Regions from separate parts of the Cricetulus griseus genome. Here region 1 is linked to region 2. A link is a contact called in public Hi-C data. All regions are on one chromosome and are shown on one strand. Each heading gives the region's core, a stretch centred on a gene start, on an enhancer-like site or on the middle of the called end of the contact. The rest is flanking DNA. Distances are from core to core; before and after follow the strand shown.

Region 1 (3,373 bases), core at 352-2,851, 210 kb after region 2:
CAAGCTGAATCTTGAACAGGGTACTGGATGCCATAATCATGAGGCAGAGCGAACATAAAAGAAAGAAAGGGTTCAGAACCCCCAAGAGAGTAAAATGCAAAGACCTAGGACGTTGCAGGGTTTGTCATCTACTCGATTGTGTAGAAGGGAAACTAAGGGAACAGGGTCAGGGAAGACTGAGGGTGGATGAGGCCCACCCAGCAGGACCAGGGAGAATGGGGGTAGGTAGGGCATGTACTAAGGCTCAGTACATGTAGGGAGGGGATGGGTAGGGCAGGGCTGGGGAAACTGGGAACCAACACATGCAGAGACAGGGAGGATAGGAGAGAGGGCATGGGAGACTGAAGTCTACTGCAGGAAACTGAGGACCAGAACATTCAGGACCAGGGAGAATGGGGACAGGGTGGGATTGGGAAGACTGAGGCCCAACCAGAAGAGTCAGGGATGCTGCAAGAAGTCTTCCTCCTACAGCTGTCTTCCAAGAGCTCACCTTCATTCTACCTTTCCTTCTTTGTTGGGTTCTCTCCTCCCACACCTCCTTCTGCCTCTTCTTCAAATTACCTCAACATGTTTCCTGGATATTATGTGTCAAGACAGAAGACAAAGTTTAAGTGTGGCTGAACAGAAATATACTGCCTCAAATTTACTACTCCAGAAAACTACTGGTCTCCCCCCTAGACAAAGATCCAGTGCTGGACCGAGGAAGGCCAGGCAAACTGCAGCAGTGGCTGATGCAACATCTATTAGGATGTAAAAGCCTAATATGTAAAGGCAGGGGTAAAGTGGGTAGACAGGAGCTAGAATAGCAGGAAAGCCTGCTCCTTAGTGCCAAAACAGGAAGCCGCCTTAGTGTTAGCTCCCATAACTAACCTATGACTCCTGGAAGGTGAACTGGAGGAGCACCCACAGAGGCACACCTCCTCTCCTTCTTCCTTCTCTCCTTGTACCCTAAACAAGGCTGACCAATCATTTATTTGCTTTCTCCTCTCCTCAGGTACCACGTAGCTAATGTCACCTGCTCATCCAGGCACCACCTGAAGGAACCTTCTCACTCGAGACCATTCCCGCCCACTTCCACGTTGGATAAAATGATGATGGGAATATTAAGCCCATAGGCGGCTTCAGAAACCCCAACCCGGGACAGGCCGAACCCCAATATTCACACCCAGGCGTCAGGAGGGCCTGCACCACTTGAGCCAGGTGCTTGAGCCTACCCACGATGCCCGGTGGGCAGGGCGCCGAGGAAAAGCCCCAGGTAGGCTCAGAGTGCGCAGGTTTGCGGGCGACTGGGACTCCACGTGACTATCCCTGTCGTTCTGGGGACCCGGAAAACACGTTCACCAGGCGTCTCCATAAGAACAGGGATCACTGGAGGCGACGCGCAAGGGACTCACGCTGCCACAAGTCCCTCTCCTGGGGCAGCCAGCCGTCAGCAGCTCAGCGCACTCACCGTCCGCAGGCACGCGACCCAGGGCGGCCACTGCCAGCCCGACCAGCGGGCGCCACAGCATCAGAGACCGCCCGCAGGACTACGTCACAGCGGCGCGCCGGCCCACTAGGCCACACCGAAGCGCGGCACTGCTGCACACACGGAGTGCGCAAAATCGGCAGCGCCGGTCACTTCCCATCTCTGTACACTAACATTACGTCACCCGGCCCCGCCCACTCAATATCGCCCCCTGCTGGTCACAGCCGCGTGTCAGTCTGCTAGGGCCTGCGGAAGGGGGGGGAAAGCGCCGCACTGCTGCGCAGGCGTATTGTGCGGACAGGCCCCGCCGCATTCCACACTCTCCTTTTTTTTTCTAGGTTCAGACCCCGCCTCCCCACAGAGAAGACCCGGAGAGGAGAGCTTTAAAAATCAGCGTCCAGAGGCTGGAGAGATGGCTCAGCGGTTAAGAGCACTGACACCTCTTCCAAAGGACCTAAGTTCAATTCCCAGCACCCAAATGGCGATTCACAACTGTCTATAATTCCAGTTCTAGGGGACCCTAACCCTTACACAGGCATACATACAGGCAAAACAGTCAACGCACATAAATTGAAACATCAGCGAATCATGTGGCTAAGCTGTCTTATCCCAAGCAGCATGACTTTTGCCACTCCCCTTTCTTCCAGATCTCAGGTCCTAAAGAAACTGAGGACAAATAGCTAACTGTGGTGCCTATTAGCATACAAAGGGCATGCTGGCCTCATGCTGCCTCAGCATCACAAGTACCTGCCGGCACCCTGTTCTTCTTACCCCTGCCCCCCTACCCTAGACCTCTCCAGCCCAAGGGCTTCGCTTCTCTTCCCCAGCTTCTCTGTTCTATAAAAACTTGCCATTTTAGCCATGCTCTCTCTTGGTCCTCTGCTCTTGGCTCCTGGTCGTCCCTCTTCTCTTCACCTCTTACTCCCCACCCCCTGCACCCAGCCCTTCTCATGGCCTGGTTCAGTCTGCTGGTCATGTTTAGTCTACTACTCCTCTCACTGCTCTGGACCCTTTCAGATGCCTCTGGCTGTACTCTCCCTCATAGCTACAATAAAACTCTTCTCAACCATACCTTAGAATGGTCATGCCCTCATTTTCGTTCACCAGGAAACTGAAATTTACACCTTGCCTGCCTTGTGAATTCCTTCTAAACTGTAATGAATTGTCCTTGAGCTTGTTTGGGTATATGGATGCCAGCGACTGGGGCAAAGCCTTTATCCTAACAGCCCAGACTCTTTGGGTATATGGATGCCAGGGGCTGGGGTGAAGCTTCCAGCTTAACAGAGACCATGGTGGTGGTGGTGGTGGTGGTGGTGGTGGGGTGTTGCTTACTGGCTTGCTTCTAATGGCTTGCTAAGCCTGCTTTCTAATAGAATCCAGAACCACCAGCCCAGGGATGGCCCCATCCACAATGGGCTGAGCCCTCCCCCATCACTCACTAATCAAGAAAATGTCCCACAGGCTTGCCTACAGCATGATCTTAAGGAGGCATTTCCTCAACTGAGACTCCTTTCTCTCTGATGACTCTAGTTTGTCTGGTTGACACACAAAAATCAGCCAGCATAACGACCCTCATTGTAACACACCACTGGTTTAAAGACATAAGGAGAAGCCAGTTTTTACACTAAAGTCCTTAAGAGGAGGTCCCTATCACATCACATCTTACAACTTGGAGTTCTTATTCTAGTTCGTATCAACCTCTTGTTAGACCCCCGGAAAAACTCTGGTATCCAGGGTCCCAGGCCATGACCTCGCTCACCCCAATCACCAGGCAGATTCGAGAGCTTGATGCAAACTGCATGAGACTTTATTATTTTTTAACCAGCTAACCCCATGTTAGCTTGGGTCTTTCACCCACCCGCCATGGCAGATGGCTAGCAAAGACCCCTCGAACCGGCTGCCGAG
Region 2 (3,261 bases), core at 517-3,016:
AGACCGTGTGCAGAGTTCCAGGGCAGATAGATGTGCTCAAAAGCTTTCAAGGTAAGCGGAGACCCCGGGTCTCCAATCGTGAGCCCCAGTTCTCTGGGCACTGCTGTGTCTTATCCCGATGCTACCCAGGAGTTTAACATCTTTCCAAACCCTGCCCATCTTGAGGGTTCTGACCCTTCCACCTTTGACCTTGAATGACCCCTACTTTTCTCTGTCCACTTGGACCCTCTGCAGAGGCTGTGGTGCCGGACCCCAGCTCAGCATACCCCTATCTCCTCCTGTATGAAAGCCGCCAGAGGCGATACCTGAGCCCACCGCCAGAGAGCAGCGCGCCCTATAGCAAGGACCGGTTCGTAGCCTACCCCTGCGCTGTGGGACAGAAGAGCTTTTCCTCTGGAAGGCACTACTGGGAAGTGGGCATGAATCTCACCGGGGATGCACTCTGGGCCTTAGGCGTGTGCAGGGACAACGTGAGCCGGAAGGACAGAGTGCCCAAGTCCCCGGAAAATGGGTTCTGGGTAGTGCAGCTGTCCAAGGGGAAGAAGCACTTGTCCTCGATACCGGACTCCGCTACAGTCACACTCACGGAGCCTCCCAGTCACATGGGCATCTTCCTGGACTTCCAGGCCGGGGAGGTGTCCTTCTACAGTGTGAACGATGGGTCCCACTTGCACAGCTTCTCCCAGGTGACCTTCCCTGGGCCGCTGCTGCCGTTTTTCTGCTTGGGTGCTCCAAAGTCGGGCCAGATGGTCATCTCCACAGTGACCATGTGGGTGAAGGGTTAGAGGCTTGGGACCAGGCACAGTCAGTCGCTGGGCCGTGCCCTGGTTCCCCGGAAGGCAGGACGTTTCACCACCGTGGCCACTTACCCAGGCTTTCTCTGGGTCGCTAAGAGGCAATACCTATGCTGGCAGGGCAACTAACCGAAATACAATCACGATTAAAATGCTCGAATATGAACGGACTACTGATAAGATGCGAGATGCGGTAACTTTGGAAAGAGTCCCGACATTTCCCGGTGAACTAATTACTAAATATATAATTGCTCACTGTGCAAGTTGGTCTTTCGTTTTGTTAGCTTTGTCCCGCCCCGAAGCTTGCTAATTCCTTGGTTCCTAGTGCCCTTCTCTGGCCATCCGGTCCTTCACAGAGAAAGTGGAGCCCCACCCCGCCCCCTTGAGATAATTAGGGCTCCTCTCCCCTTCCTCAGCATTCCCTCTCCGAAGAACCCCTCACTCTCCATTCCCGTTACAAGTTAATGACACCCCCGGGACTCAAGTGAGGCGGTGCACTGGCAAGCATGCGTTTCCCAAGGGATTTCCACTCTGGGCTTTCCGGACCCGCGGCGTGACACCGCGTCTCGTTTGGCATACTGGATTACTCAGGTCTGCCCCCAGACATGAGGGTGGCGTTGGGGGTGTCTGAGCGACAACGGTCCAGGGGTGCCGAGGGCTGTGGGCAGAGGGTGAAAGCGCACTGAAAAAAACGCCAACACCAGTGCCCACTCCTTGGGTGTTTCCTTTTCCCGGGATCGCCCTGTGCCTCAAAACACCACAAGCCTTCCCGGACTTGCGGCTAAAGTTTACTTCACGCGGTGCCTGTGGAAGCGGGGACACCACCTGCAGAGACCTGTCACTGTGAATGAGCGCTCTAATGCGCTCTAATTCGGTCCCACCCCCAGGCCGTGTGACAAGCAGTGACCAATCCACGACAAAAGCGGGTTCCAAAAAACATAAAAATAAAAAATGAGTTTCCTGCTTCCGCCGCGGTTCCTCTTCCGGCGGAAGTCCCAGAGCCTAGTACCAGGCGTACCCACTACCCAGGAGGCCGGGAGTGTGGCCACCTGGTCCCGGGACCGTGCCCCCTACGCCCCCGCAGCCGGGTAGCGCGATCCCCGCGCGCCGCCAAGAGCCTGATCCAGGCGCTGCCGCCTGCACCATGGCCGCCCCGGACTTGTCCACCAACCTCCAAGAGGAGGCCACCTGCGCCATCTGCCTCGATTACTTCACCGACCCGGTGATGACCGACTGCGGTCACAACTTCTGCCGCGAGTGCATCCGACGTTGTTGGGGCCAGCCCGAGGGCCCATACGCGTGCCCCGAGTGCCGCGAGCTGTCGGCGCAGAGGAACCTGCGACCCAACCGCCCGCTCGCCAAGATGGCAGAAATGGCTCGGCGCCTGCACCCACCGTCGCCGGTCCCGCAGGGTGTATGCGCGGCGCACCGCGAGCCGCTGGACACCTTCTGCGGCGACGACCTCTGCCTGCTGTGTCCCACCTGCGAGCGCTCGGAGCACTGGGCTCACCGGGTACGACCGCTGCAGGACGCGGCCGAAGACCTCAAGGTGCGTTCCGCCAGGTGCAACCGGTCCATGCCTGGAGCGAAGGGATGTCCAGTCACTGTCCCGCCTTGGGTGAGGGAGTGTGAGTTAACCTGATCCCGTAAGGGGGTCGGGATGTAGCCTGTCTTATACCAGGATGAGATGCACAGGTATTCTGGGAAACTGGGTGTTGCTAAGTCAGTCCTGACTGGGCAGGGAGAACTGAAAAGGCCACTGTGAGAGTAACAGTTTGGCTGACGTCAGAGTTGATACTCGGCCAGCATGTTACCATCGCAGCATGAAATCAGGCACCAAGTCTCCTTGGCTTTGGATTTCAGCACAGGGGTCTGGAGCTTATAAACAAATTAGTGAGTTTTTCCTTTTTTTGCTTGGTCTATACGGGATTCATTGGTTCAGCAGGCTTCCTTTCTTGCCACCGCAAGCCTCTTGATGGTCCTGAAAGGGACCCTCGTCTCTCCAGAAGTGACATGATAAATCCTGGTGGGGCCACACTATAAAGCTTTCTCTATTACAAAAGAAGAAAAACCTTGTCCTTGCTCTTGCTAGGTTCATTGTCTGAACTTAACAATTAAACTGACAAGACAGATGAACGGGAGAAAGGCACAGCTTAAGTAACATTTTAAATTTCTCCTGCATAGGGGCCACACAAGAAAAAAGAAAAGGAAACTCAGAGAAGCAGGTACTAGGGCTTTTATACGAACAGGTGTTAGAGTTACCAGAGAGAGACTGGGACTTCTAGGTCTCAGCAGTCGTGGACCTGTGTAGGAAGGAGGAGACTAATGGCAGAGAGGGTGCCTTTCTCCTGTAGAATTGATGCTCTGCCTTCTGTCCACCTATGTATCTGTGTCTGTTCGGTAACCCTCACCTCCACAGGTTTGAGTGTGTGGACACAGCTTTATCAGGTGATACCAGAAAATCAGC

Evidence for each region. Hi-C and Micro-C count contacts between places; a contact is called where the count stands out from the background.
Region 1: a contact with region 2 is called in a Hi-C map of the CHK-Q cell line, with 2.9 times the contacts expected there. The contact joins the promoter of Guk1 here to the promoter of Trim11 in region 2. A contact is called at or near these places in 2 of 8 Hi-C or Micro-C datasets (the CHK-Q cell line and the CHO-K1 cell line).

Annotation. Positions count from the first base shown.
Region 1 is chr7:73,254,937-73,258,309 of CriGri-PICRH-1.0, forward strand. It overlaps Guk1 (guanylate kinase), which reads right to left and starts at 1,602. Exons shown (of 8, transcript XM_027427353.2): 1 at 1,451-1,602. The coding sequence starts at 1,511.
Region 2 is chr7:73,044,139-73,047,399 of CriGri-PICRH-1.0, forward strand. Trim11 (E3 ubiquitin-protein ligase TRIM11) reads left to right here and starts at 1,767. Exons shown (of 6, transcript XM_035447872.1): 1 at 1,767-2,412. The coding sequence starts at 1,939. LOC113836810 (E3 ubiquitin-protein ligase TRIM17) reads left to right here. Exons shown (of 6, transcript XM_027427365.2): 5 at 1-51; 6 at 235-1,324. The coding sequence ends at 785.